Linked DNA regions of Triticum aestivum: region 1 is linked to region 2. A link is a contact called in public Hi-C data. All regions are on one chromosome and are shown on one strand. The core of a region is the stretch at or near the end of the contact, and the rest is flanking DNA. Distances in the headings are between cores, read along the strand shown. Region 1 has its middle 9.6 kb from the start of LOC123046682. Region 2 holds the start of LOC123042067 (histidine-rich glycoprotein).

Region 1 (6,862 bases), core at 2,936-5,435, 220 kb before region 2:
CTCCCCTGGTCCGTTCTTCTCTCCTTGCAAAATCCCATTTCCACTTCAACGCTTCCTTTTTCTTTTCTTTTCCCCGGTGAGAAAGATAGAAGGTCATGCGAGCGAGTACTATGAGCCGTCGCGCGGGCACATGGCCGGACGCTTTTCAAACGACGAAAGAAAGCTGAAAAAGGTCCAAGGCAGTGAAAGTCCCCTTCTACACCCGGCTCAGGATGAACAACAACTCGAAAAATGTTCAAAAAAATCAGAAATTATTTTATGGCAAAACTTTGACAAATGTTATAAGAGCTTGTAAATTTCCTAATAAAATCAGTGCTCCAAAATGCTTTCGAAACTAGCATTTTCAGAGTATCGATTTTGTTTTTTTACCACAACTTCCACAAATGTGATTTCATGATGAAACTTTGTAAACTCTTAGACATTTGTCAAAGCTTGCTATAAAACAATTCAGATTTTTTTTATGTACATTTTTAAGTATTTTTCTTAAGTTTACTGTTCACCCAAGCTCATTTGAGCTTGGGTGCAAAAACTTCACGTCCCCAAGCCAGCCAAATGCAGGGTGACAGACCGACAGGGGAGGTCGGCAGGTGCGAACAAGTGGGCCCTCCTAGACGTCTCACATGCCGGCGAGGTTTGCGGGGCGCTTCTAGGAAATGGGGAAATGGGGACGAGAAATTACGGCAGGGCCTGATTTGTTGAGTTCGATGCCTCAACCAGAAGTTCGAGTTTCGATTTTCTCCAATTGCTTGAGCAAGTCGAGGCAGGGAAATTCCGGCGCGAGAATTGCGTTGGCGCCGATCTCATCATCGGTCACAAACGTCATCTAGCCGTTTTGAATACATAGAGAGGCATGTATAGGCCACCAATGATGGAGTCAAATCCAGTAGATCTGAGGTAGAAGATCATGAGCCGATAGCCTTGGCACGATGGTAACAGGAAGATGGGATTTTATCCGGGTTCGGGCTAGAGATAACACCCTACCGTCCTGCTTTGATTGTGTTGATTGAGGGGTGCAGAGTACAAATTAATCTACCACGAGATCGTGTGTGTATGTACTGACGTCTACGGTCTTCACCCCTCGATTTATATAGACACAGGGGTACATAGGGTTACACATAAGTCGGTTACATCTATGGGTTGACTCTCCTGGGGGCTGACGAGCATGGCCCACTGGTTGGTTGCTTTGGGGATCCTAGGCCCAGCCCATATGTTCGGGAGCGAACATCATTAGCACCCCCTTATTCAGGACACCATCACTGAGGTCTAACGATTAAGAACTCGTCCAACACGCGGCATGCTGTCGACCGCCCAATTACACCGCATCTCTTTAGAAAAGCCCGTCAAATTGTGTGAGAGCTATATCTCGCTTATAACGAGATGGAAGGAGCTCTCGCGTCACGCCCAACGTGAGCGACCGGCCCACTAGCGTTGGGATTCGCTCGCTGCATTGGCTATACTCTGGTTTTCTCTGTGATTTTTCTTTTTTTCTTCAGTATAACTTTTGTTTTATTTGTTTTTCTCGGTTTTCACTATTTTCTTTGGTTTTTTTTTTCTTTGTTTCCTTCTTTGATTTTCATTGATATTTTTTCGCTTCCTTCATTTCTTTTTCTTTTTCATCAATTTTCTTCGGTTTCAGTTTGATTATTTCTTTCTTTCTTTTTATGTGTTTTTCTTTATGGTTTTTTTTTCTCTTTTTTTCTCTTTTTTGATTGTTTTTTTATTTTCTATGTTCATTGTATCCTTTTCCTTGGTTTTCTATGTACATTTTTCATGTACATGTGAAACATTTATTTTTATACATGTTAGCATTTCTAAGACACAAGGTTAAGATTTTTAAAAACAAATGTTGTTGATGCCAACAATTTTCATATACATCAAGAACAATTTTTATATAGGTCTACATTTGTTAATACATGATCAGCATTTTGAAAATATAATGATTAACATTTTTTTCAATTACAAGTTTGATTTCTACTTTTTTCATAAACATTATACATTTTTTACGTACATCTAAGAAATTGATTTGATATATGTTTAAATTTCTACAAATACATGATTGCATTTTTATAATGTAACATATAATTTTTCAAACACATGAATATTTTTTAAATGTCACAAAGTTTTTTTATGCTATCAACATTTTTTTATACATCAGGATCATTTTTTAATACCTGTTTAACATTTTCTACATACATGGTTAACATTTTTTCAGATATATTTTTTGATTTTCTAACATTGTACCGTTTTTATACAGTGGGAAGATGTTTTATGCATGTGTAAGATTTTTTAAATGCATGATAAATATTTTTTCATATATATGTTTTGATGTCTACTTTTTACATACACATTCTACACTTTTTTTGCAGGAAACTTTTGATCTATTCATCTCCAATCATGCCAGTACAACGAACACAAGAAATAATAAAATTACATCCAGATTTGTAGACCACCTAGCGACAACTACAAGCACTGAAGCGAGCCGAAGGTGCGTCGCCATTATCACCCCTCTCGCGCCGGAGCCGGGCACAACTTGTTGTAAGACAGTCGGGAAGTCGTCGTGCTAAGACCACATAGGAGCAACGCACCAGAACAACAACCGCCGCCGATGAGAAGAAGCTTAGATGGGAAGGTTTCAAGCCGAAGACACGTGAACAAAGACGAACAAAGACAGATTCTGATTGGATCCACCAAAGACAACCACCAACTGAATCCCGCGAGATCCACCGCGAACACACCTCGACACACCCTCCAACGATGCTAGACGCACCACCGGGACAGGGGCTAGGCGGGGAGAACCTTATTTCATCTTTAAGAAACCGCCGACGTCTCATCTTCCTAAGCAGGACACAAACTCTAACAAAACTTGAAGAAGCACCTAAAAACCAGGAAAGAGTTAGGCCCATTCCTGGCGCTGCTTGACGACTGCACTGACTATGTCGAGCCCGTGAAACTATATAATGATCCCAGGGAAGAGTTAGGCCCAAAAGAACCAAAATCAACGCGGGGGGGGGGGGGGGGTTCGATTAAAGGGGAGCCCCTAGCTCCATTTCATAGAAACGAAACCAAAACCACACAAACGACGAAGACTCCTGGTCTACACGCCAGGTCTATGGTGTCCCAAGAGTTCACCAAAACGAGAAGCAAAAATCTACCAGACTCTTAGGACCAATTACAACAAAACCTAGTTACATCTCCCTGCTCGAAACGAAATTTACTCCTCTTAACAGGAAAAACTACAAAGCTCAGGACATTGGAACAAAAACCACATGGATCTCATCTGCCATCCTCGGGTGACTCAGTGCACTTCAGTCTGGTTCGAGCTCCAGGGGTAACTTCAGCTTTTTCAGCAGGTGGTCTTTGAATTGAGCCGTTCGTCCTTCCAGCAGTTCCTTGTGAGGTTTTGTCCAGTCCCCTAAATAACTTGATAGAGATCCATTTAGTTCTACTACTACTAAAAACAATATCGTTCCTGCCATTCCACAATCCCCAAAGGACAGCAGAAGAGACTACATTCAAATGTAAGAATCTCTTGTTATAGAGCCAACCACTAACTACTCCCTATGTCTAGATACATCTATTTCTGCGACAAGTAATTCCGAACAGAGGAAGTAGTTCTAAAAAGGAGTTAAAACTCTTATAAAAAACCAACTCCACTTCTTTCCAAGCCAACCTAGCGACCACACACTCAAAAAACAGCGGTTCATTATACGGAATGAAAAACAACACAGCTGTACTGTTGTAGGGGCACCGGGCAGCGACCCAGTGTCCGCCCGTGCCCGTCAAACATTGAGACCCTGACCCGGTCCGGTCAGCACGGTAGGGCCGTAGGGGGGTGGCCGCCGCCCGCGTGGGTCAAGGCTGAAACGACCAAGAGTGCCGCAGTGCAGTGAGCGTCACACCGTCACGCTGTACTTGTAGCCGCTCCATGTTCCTGCGGAGTACCACAACGCACACAAAGTGTAGTACACTTGTGCACCCTGCACGTCGTCAGCCCAGCCCAACCACCCTCCCAAGAACATGGACCGGACGACGCAACGTGCCCAGGGACGACCTTTTGACCCGCTCGTCGGTCGCCTTTCGCGACGGACGGATCCAACTGAATGCAGGCGCGTCGGCGCCAAGGCTCCATCACCGACCAGAGAAGAAGAGGGTCCGTCCAGCCCAGTTGCAGTCCATCCGTGCCCGTGAAGCCTGGTCGATCCATCGACCGGTCGGTCGAGCCAACCAACCAACCTCCCCTGGTCCGCTCTTCCCGAATCCCGTTGCCCAAATCCCGTTTCCACTCCAACGCAGGACGTGCGAGCGAGCGCTACGAGCAGGCACATGGCCGGCCGTCGGCGTCCGCTTTCCGAAAGCTGAAAAGGGTCCAAGCCAATTGCAGCCGTATGCAGAGCGGGAGCGGGGAGGTCGGCAGGGGCTGGCAGGCGGGCCCGCGCCCGGCGCCTGACAAGAGCCGGCGAGGAAAGGGAAGGAGAAATTACATCACCTGCGCCTCAGCGGCTGCATTCAATTCCTGTGCTGTTGCTCTACGGGGCGTGGCGACAAGGAATTGAAGCGCGGGTGGAGGGGCAGAAATCACAGATTTGACCTCAGGCAGAAATCAAATCACAAACTGACCTGTTCAGTAAAAAATTTCACTCTGCTAACCCTTTAGTGTGGCGCCCGACAGCTGGGCGCCGCACCCTACTGTGCAACGCCCTTCCCTTAGGCGTCGCACATCCTGCCAGCGTGGCAGCCCTGGTCCAGTTGCGGCCCCACACGCACCTGTGCAGCGCCTAAGAGCTAGGCGCCCCACTTTGACGTGCAGCGCCTAGCCCTTGGGCGTTGCACAGTGACTTAAGCGCGGCTGCCCCAGCCCGACCAGGCAGTTCTTCATCTCTCCGCTCTCTGGACAGAGAGCAGCGGCGGCGGCGGCGCCCCCATCTAATCCCCCCACATCCCTCTCAGATCTGAAAATTTGATCCGTGGATTCGATCCCCAATCAATCCTACTAGGTAAACTCTTCCCTTCTCTTTCTTTTGCTCCGTAAATTTGTTGTCATTCTAGAGATTTGTTCAAGATTTGATGGAACCCTTGATTTGTTTGGTTTGCTCGATTTAGGATGTGTATTCATATTGGTAGTACCGTAGTGTTATTTATTAGTTCACAATATATGATTCTTGTTGTTGAAACCCTAGATTGTTTAGTTTTTTTAGATATATATGAGATGCCTATTTTTATAGATAACTATGAGATGTTGATTTTTGTAGACATATATGAGAAGTTTGTTTAGATATATATTAGATGTTCAGTTTATTTCAAATATTAGATGTTGAGTTTATTTGAAATATTAGATGTTTAGTTTATTTGAACACATATGACATATTCATTGTGTGAGAAGGAGATGTTGAGATTCTTGTAGTTGAACACATGTTATATGTTTAGTGTATACCGATATTTGAGATGAAGATGAACTTTTATATGTTTATTGTTTGAAATTGTAAGGATGGTTTGGCTTCTGGACGATGTCTACGACGTGCAACACCGGGCCTACATGATGCGCGAGAAGGATAAGGTAATAATGAGTAATCTAAATATTTTGCAAATTTGCCTTTAGTTGAAATTTACATGCCCTAAGATTTGTCATTACTTGTTTTTTGCAGAAGCTTGAACCTCTGAAGATTCGGTATCACGGGGTCTCTGGTCCTGCCATGCCTTACGATGAGCGGTACACACCGTACATCAAGCAGGCAGGACTACTCCCGTGGATTCTGTTGGTCAGCCGGTCCACGCCGAATCTGAACGCTCCACTGGTGTCCGCTCTTGTTGATCGGTGGAGGCCAGAGACCCACAGTTTCCATCTTCGGACCGGGGAGATGACCGTGACGCTCGAGGATGTCTCGTTGATCACCGGTCTTGCTATCGACGGGAGGCCTCTATGTATGAGCACCGATTCTGATGGGTGGCGCGAGCAGATGATTGCTCTTATCGGTATGGCTCCTACCGAGGCTGAGGATGATGTAGAGGAGGGAGAAGAGAAGAAGAAGAGGGAAAGGAAGGCAGCCGGAGCTGCTTTCACGTGGATTCAAAATAACTTTGCGACGTGCCCTCCGGATGCAACTGATGATGTGATCCAGACACATGCTCGTGTGTATATGTGGTACATTGTGTCGAGGACTTTGTTTCCTGACTCCACTGGCAAGAACGCTCCATGGATGTGGCTGAAGGCGTTGACCGTCTTCGATAGCAAATGGAGCTGGGGTTCAGCGACTCTTGCCTACTTGTACCGACAGGTAGTTGGTCTGTTTTGTGATCAACTCATTTATTCATTAGCAATGCAAGCTTGCTGTCAAGTTAACATTGTTTTTCTTTCATATGTAGCTGGATGATGCGTGTTGCAGGATCACACCTAGTGCAGGCATTGGTGGTAATCTGCTTCTACTTTCTGTATGGAGCTGGGAGCGTCTGCCTGTTGGACGCCCGAAGAGCGTCAGGTTTGATCCTTGGTATGCAGATGAACATGACGAATTACGGCGCCCCACGTGGGCTTACAAGTGGGATATCGTTTCCGAGATGACGAACGATGTCAATCTCATGTACCAAAAGTACATTGCCGAGTTGGACACGATTACGCCTGAGCAGGTAAGGAGGTCATTACTTTAGTCCTTTCTCATGCTTGCTTGAAAAATAGTTATCAAATTTGCATTGTTGCCCTGTTTCATAGGTGGAATGGCAGCCATATGGCGCGGGTGAGAGCTTGGGGTACACCGCGGAGTTCCGCCTCAACCCGATGTGCTTGCGGGATAAGGATCTCTGGCTTATGCGGTGCCCACTGATATGCAACTGGGCGGTTGAGTTTCATTTGCCGCATCGCGTGTATCGT
Region 2 (6,853 bases), core at 1,321-3,820:
CTTTTCCGGAGCTTTCCTCGTCACGGGTTAGCTTTCGGTTCTCCAACAAACAGGAGCGCAGCCCCCACCTGCTGCCAATCACGATCATGAGCGTAGCTATTTTGGCAATCTGCGCCATGGTTTAGGTCACCGGCCACTACGGAGAACAATAAACAAGTGTGGTGGCAGCGCCAGTACGTACCACGTAAGCGGACTCCACAGACTCCACCGCGATCGCTCTGACGTGATCCATGCACTGACGCGTCTCGGTTAATTAACTAGCCCCGCCCGTATTGTGACCGCATGCCTCCCCAACGACCAGCAGAATGGTCACCTTCCATTAACAATCGCAGTACGTAGTGAATAAACTATACTGCCATGCCATGATGCGTCCTCACCCCAGGAAAAAATCAAAACCACCATGATGATGTGAACACCGTACCGTTTAGAAATGCAAGATCGCCTCTCCCAACAAAAGTGGACAAATTATTGGCGATGGGCGGAGCATTAGTTAACGGGGGTAGGTTTTGGTGGTATCCTGCCGTGCATCCTGGTCACCTTTGTACGCAGCACCACTAGTTAATCTCCCCGGTGGTACCACCGAGCAGAGCTAGCGTTAAGAAATTGCGATCATAGGTAGCACGGCACGGACCTGACCTAGACCTAGTGTGGCATCCATAGCAGCTGAGGTCCGGGAAGAGTAGAATAACGAAAAGTTGACTCCAATTAGTTGGTTCCCCGGATTCCAGCCAGCCCGCGGCTCACGCTGGGGGGACACACTTCACCCGCACAGGTGGACGGACTCGGTGATGCCATGGTAAACCGCACCATCGCATTTCTTTATGCCTCGGTGATCTCGTCTAGTTCGGTAGCTAGTTTCATCGTAGGATTTGCTTTAGAAATTGTGGTGGGACTCCAACGTTTCCTACGGCAGTAGAGTAGTTCATATAGATGCTGGCTGAGAAAAGGTGAATGAATTGCTCGCGGGAATATGCACTTCCCGTTGTGCTTGTCGGGCGTCGCGAAGAAGATGCCGGGAAACCAGGCAAGAAATCTTGCACACGATCTATGGGATCGATTGCATTCGTTACAATATTAGTGGGGGCATCCGATCCTACGCATCTCGGGTGACTTTTAAAAGAAGCTAGACCGGCATAGTTTATGCCGCTGAGTGACTCCATTGGCCGTCCAATTTTGATTCGTCTCGGAGTATTGGGATACTTGATTACAGAACTAATCTTTCATAGTGAATCGAGATCGCCTTGGTCCGCAAGTATGCGCACTAAAATATGTCTCACGTCGCCATCCTTGGCGATGCGATGACACTGTCAAATCCACTCCGGAATCGGCGCTGCTACAGAAACAGTGAGCAAGAAGCTCTGAACCTTCGATGCATCACCACTCTGAACTCTGAACCTGACTATTATGTTCGGTTTTTCCTACATGCTAGTAGTATCATGCAGCCACACTTTCTCTGTCTCGTTGCACTTCCATTCAGGGTTCAGGAACGTGTACAAGAAAACACATATATTGATCAAAGTAACAACAAGATTTACATCTAGAGCGTTTGGTACGGAAAATCAATCCCATTCCACAAAAGCAGAACAAACAGCCAAGTTAATCTGGGGCGAGAAAGATGGAGAGGGAGCCCATGCATTGCATTGCATGCAACAATGGCTCGCACTCTCGTGGCTCTAAAGTTCTAACCTCGATCGGGACACACTATTTGTGAAAAAACCTCCATGTCCAGCCGCCCGTGGAACAACGGGACCCTCGATCAGGCGTGTACGTACGTACACCACTAGTATATGCAACCGGTCCCTAAACCCGTATGCTGGCGCGTGTAGTCGTAGACGTATGAGTACGTGTACGTATATGTCCGTCGTCCTGTACTGTACGTACGTGTGCCAGACTGAGGTCGCCGAAGATCGGGTGCGGTTTGATGGGAGCGTCACACGCGCAACGCGGGGCTCCTCGCGGCGAACCCGGCGTCGGCCCACGGGGCGGAGCCCACCATGGCCGTCCGCGGCTCCGGCGGCGGCTGATGCGGCTGGTGCTGGTGCTGGTGCTGACGGTGATGATGATGGTGGTGGTGGTGGTGGTGGTGGTGCCGGTGCTGCTCCTTCCGCGCCGCCGACACCGCGTGCGCCGCCGCGTGCTTCTTCCGCCGGTGCCTCGCCCTGTCCACCTCGATCTGCTGATGCCTGCACTCCTCGCTGCAGAACGGCGTGTCACCCCTGCACAACACACGTACGTAGTCACGTATCCAGAGTCCCAGACAAGATGGTCGCATAATCGCATTGCAGCTGGGACTGAACGCCTGGCCGATTGACGGACCTGTACATGAAGATGTCGCCGGAGAGGGACTTGCCGCAGAGGGAGCACTCCTCGAGGTAGTGGTGGCCGTGGCCGTCCGCCTCGTGGACGTAGTACAAGGGCGATGACGGCGGCTTCATCGTGCTCATGGCGCCGGCCCCCTTCATCATGCTGCCTGCGGCGGCGAACAGCCTTAGAATTGGGAGCAATGCCGCCTTGACATGGCACTAAATGTCAAGGAGGCTCGGCTGGCTTGCCGTCTTCCGGGGGGTGTGCACAAATAGGGCACGGCCCAGCTCCATTTTTAGCCTCCGACGAACGTTGAGAGGCTGCTAATTCACACCGGAGGAGAGCAGTGCCATGAATAGAAGCCAAAGGCAAGGAACCGGAGCTTTACATTTTTTTGTTTTTGGTCTGATGGAAACGGTCCTGAACGATCGATTCTGCACCAAGAACCACTCTCTGCATCGACCTTTGCACATGGTAAATCGCAGAGAAATGAATCGGATAATACTTCTCCATTGGTACAGTATTCTTACTCTTAACAGCCATTTGCTGTTTAGATTGTACAAGATGCTTCATAACTTGGGTTCGATAAACATGATCCATCATCCATGTGTTTACCACTGTATCCAGCGGACATGTGCTGAAATAGTCTGCACCCATTGACGCACTGCACTGGACTGAATACGGTCTTGCTTGGACCAATTCAGATGCAATATGATAGCAAGGAAATGACAGCACCTCCCATATTATTTGTTTTGTTTTCCTGCGAAGTTGCACCTAAATTATGCAACCCGTGTACATATGTCATCGGGGGTCATTGTCTTAACAGCGCGGAATGAGCACATCCCTCCCGCCCCCGTGGGAGAAAAAAGAGAGCACCAGCTCTTGTCGCCTTCGCAGGCGTCCTTTTAGCTCAGAGCACGACAAGAGCGTCCGTCGTCGTCGAAAGCGGCCCGCCATTAAAACCATTGTAAGCAAGCACCCGGTTTACCGTTCAAATCTCTCGTCTTCGCCGTCGTCGTCCTCATCCTCCTCCTTGAAGAAAACAACACTCCAGGCCAGTCCAACGCCGAGACATTAACCTCTGGCACAGTGACACGCCGTAGCATCTGGTTCACGGCGACCAACGCCGAGACATTAACCGGTGCCACAGCAACACGCCGTGATAGAATCTCGTCCACCGTAACCAACAGCTGCTAGAACGGTCATGGAACTTTTCTAGCGTCACATGGCGGCGACTAGACGGAGCTTCGATCGCAGAGCACCACGGCGTGCGCATGGGTGCGATCCGGCCACGTGCGGGGCTCCGGCCGGTGCCCCCCGAACCACCGGCACCCGAGATGCCTTTGGCGAGCCGGTTCCTCCCGGCCGAAGGCAAAACGACCCGACGCCTCGTGCGTCATGGCCTCCGTTCGTAGGTGGCCGTAACGTGGCGAGGGAATCCGAGAGCTTTCCCCCTAATGAAGCCTTGAATAAGCTTGTTTAAGGCCTAGATTTGCCTAAACGATTCTCCGCTGCACATGCACTCCAGTGCAGGTAAGGTGAAATCTACGGGCTTCATGAGATAGATTTGTTGTTGCTACGTTTTTTTGAGTACCTAAAACTCATCTAAATGAGATATAATTTGGTCTCATTCACTTTAAAAACAAGAATAAATACAACCCACGTCAGCACACACGCATCTTATAGCATCACATCCAATGGCTATAAAAGGTGAATGAGACCAAATTATATCTCATCTAGATGAGTTCTAGCAAAACTGCGTTTTTTATCAAAAAACGTCGGGTACTTCGTACTAGGGCCAGCGTGCTTTGTACTCCCTCTGTCCGAGAATACTTGTCATCAAAATGGACAAAAAGAGATGTATCTCAAACTAAAATACATCTAGATACATCCCTTTTATTCATTTTGATGACAAGTATTTCCGGACGGAGGGAGTAGTAGTTTAGCGTATGTTCACGGCGATGTGCGCAGGGTATGAGATCAGGCAGGTCCTAGAAGCATGGGCGGTATTGCCGTATAACCGTATTTGTACATGTTAGACGATAGACGTACGAGCCTTTTGTTTTCTTAATATACTCCGGCAGCTGACAGGTGGACCTTGCACGTAAGGTGTACACCGGAGATCCACTAGCAAGGCAGCTTTCGTGGACAGAAAAATGGTGAAGTAAAATGCGCTGGTCCTTGTTGCTAGCCGTTGCCTCGTGTAAGTTTCCAAGAAACAGGCCTCGCGAATGAAACCACCGGCTGTCTGGCCGAAAGAGAAGATCTTTATTACTTCACTCATGTATGTGTGGAACCTTATTAGGAGTAGTCATGTTGAGCACACTACTTTGCTTTTCTTGTTGAAGCAAACGTCTAAATAATAACAATTCGTTCACGGCTATCATTTCTTCAGTAAGAAATGGAAGGCATCATTTGTTATCTCTCTGGACTTTCCTGACTTTACCTGCGCTCTGCTCCACCAAGAACCAACAGGGCCGTTGTCTGGTCCTCTGCCTTTGCTGTATGCACACAGTAACAGGCAACGGCCTCCAGTATTTTTCATTTTTTTTAAACAGGAACGGCTTTAAATTCCTATGGTACAGTAAAGAACGGCGATTGTGTTCGTGGGCCAAAACGAATAAATTCAGTTTTAAATCTTAATATTGCGTCCACTGTTATGGGTGGAACCATCTGTGGAAGCATGAAAGCATGGAACAGTAGGAAAGAACACAGCTGAACTAACGAGAAAACCGAGAGAGCCCTTTTGTTGGACGAGACTTGACAGCTCCCCCGCCGTGTGCTCATCCGTGCTCCCGCGTACGTGGCTTGTTTTGATTGGAACAAAATAAAGCCCGACCCCACCCCCTTAAAATCAAGAGAGGGAGATAATTAGATTAGAAAAAGAAAAGGAAAAAGACAGCTGTAGGATGAAGTGGGAGCACGGATGGGAGCATAGGAAGGGAGCAGCCAAGCCGGATCCCCTTTTTTGTTATGCCTCTCTCTTTTCTTTCATATCGACAGGCTATAGTACAACCTTACGCGACACAAGAACAAAAAACCAGCGATAATTCACACACAAAATTTAACTCTTAGTCTCCATCTTCGGAGATCAAAAGGATGAGAACCCATCCATGCGGTTCAGAGACAGCATAAGATGCAGCAGGTTTGCAGCCTGGAGGGTGGTGGTCGTCCCGTCGAACCGGCGATCCAAGCTTCCCTCAACTGGATCTAGCCTGCCCAACTCATCATCGAGCTTTTGTTCATCATGAACTGCTGCTGAAAATCCTACGTTTCGGCTTTGTTGCCGGAAAGCTGCTACCACGCCCAGACCGGGATCCTCGGGGTGCTCTGCTTCTGCTGCTGTCTCTGCCGCTGCTCCTCCGCCCTCCCGGTCTGATTCGAGCGCTTCTCTCTCGCCTCGTCGATCTCGATCTGCTCCTGCCTGCACTCCTCGCTACAGAAGGGCGTGTCACCTCTGCAACACAAAATAATCAAGCCACCATCAGAGACAATTCTTCAGCAGAGGTGACAAAAAGGAGAGATCATGGCCGGTATGACAAGTAGCGTGTATTCACCTGTACATGAAGATGTCTTTGTTTCCTGCGAGAAGCTTCCGGCAGTTGAAGCAGATGTCCAGGTAGTGGTGGTGGCCGAGGAGCTCGCCGGCGTCGTCGCAGGGGTCGCAGAAGAGGCGGCCGGGCACGGCCTTCCTCGGCGGGGACGTCGGTTTGATGGGAGAGACGGAGTGGCTGAGGCAGCCGGCCTCGAGGTCACCGTAGATTTCCATGGAGATCGATGGAGTAGTTTCTTCTGCAAACTGCTAATGCTTCTCTTTCTTTTCAGGTAGGAATGACTGAAGGGAGTGGGGGAGGAGAGTAGAGAGGCGAGGGACCCCTTTATATTAGGGAGGGTGGCGTACTTTTCATTTTGGCCCTCTGTGGCGGATGAAATTAAGTTTAGCACTCAAGATGTGGAGCAAGGTTCTCCCGGTGGATTTCCCATTTCTTGGTTGTTTATTTGCTAAACTTTCAGACTTTGTACTTGGGCGACATAAACAATAAAGTTGGCATTTCCCAGCCCTTCGAAAAAAAAGTTGGCATTTCCCAGAAGAAAAAAGGATGGCGTTGTTATTTTTGTATGATTTTTTTTTTTGCGAGAAAATTTTCGATCTATTCATCTTCAATCATGGCAGTACAACGAATACCAGAAATAATAAAAATTATATCCAGATCATAGACCACCTAGCGACGACTACCAGCACTGAAGCGAGCCGAAGGCGCGCCGGCGTCATCGCCCCTCCATCGCCGGAGTCGGGCACAACTTGTTGTAGTAGACAGTCGGGAAGTCGTCGTGCTAAGGCCCCGTAGGACCAGCGCACCAGAACAGCAACCGCAGCAGATGAAGAATAACGTAGATCAGAAAGATCCAATCTGAAGACACGCGAACGTAGACGAACAACGACGAGATCCGAGCAAATCCATCAAAGATAGATCCGCCGGAGACACACCTCCACACGCCCACCAACGATGCTAGGCGCGCCGCCGGAACGGGGACTAGGCGAGGAGAC

What was found. Hi-C and Micro-C count contacts between places; a contact is called where the count stands out from the background.
Region 1: a Hi-C map of leaf shows a contact between it and region 2, with 5 times the contacts expected there. The contact joins the enhancer-like site here to the promoter of LOC123042067 in region 2. A contact is called at or near these places in 3 of 5 Hi-C or Micro-C datasets (all in leaf).

The regions. Positions count from the first base shown.
Region 1 is chr2B:681,920,869-681,927,730 of IWGSC CS RefSeq v2.1, reverse strand. No RefSeq gene overlaps it. Among protein-coding and RNA genes, the nearest start is that of LOC123046682, 9.6 kb to the right of the region's middle. Within about 2 kb of position 4,185, at least 4 of the 8 cell types and tissues checked have an H3K27ac peak or open chromatin away from gene starts, as enhancers often do. A contact at or near this core is called in leaf, where this site is marked.
Region 2 is chr2B:681,697,531-681,704,383 of IWGSC CS RefSeq v2.1, reverse strand. It overlaps LOC123042067 (histidine-rich glycoprotein), which reads right to left and starts at 2,570. Exons shown (of 2, transcript XM_044464592.1): 1 at 2,317-2,570; 2 at 1,492-2,216. The coding sequence starts at 2,465. The coding sequence ends at 1,931. LOC123046680 (FCS-Like Zinc finger 1) reads right to left here and starts at 6,154. Exons shown (of 2, transcript XM_044470094.1): 1 at 5,862-6,154; 2 at 5,234-5,761. The coding sequence starts at 6,073. The coding sequence ends at 5,602.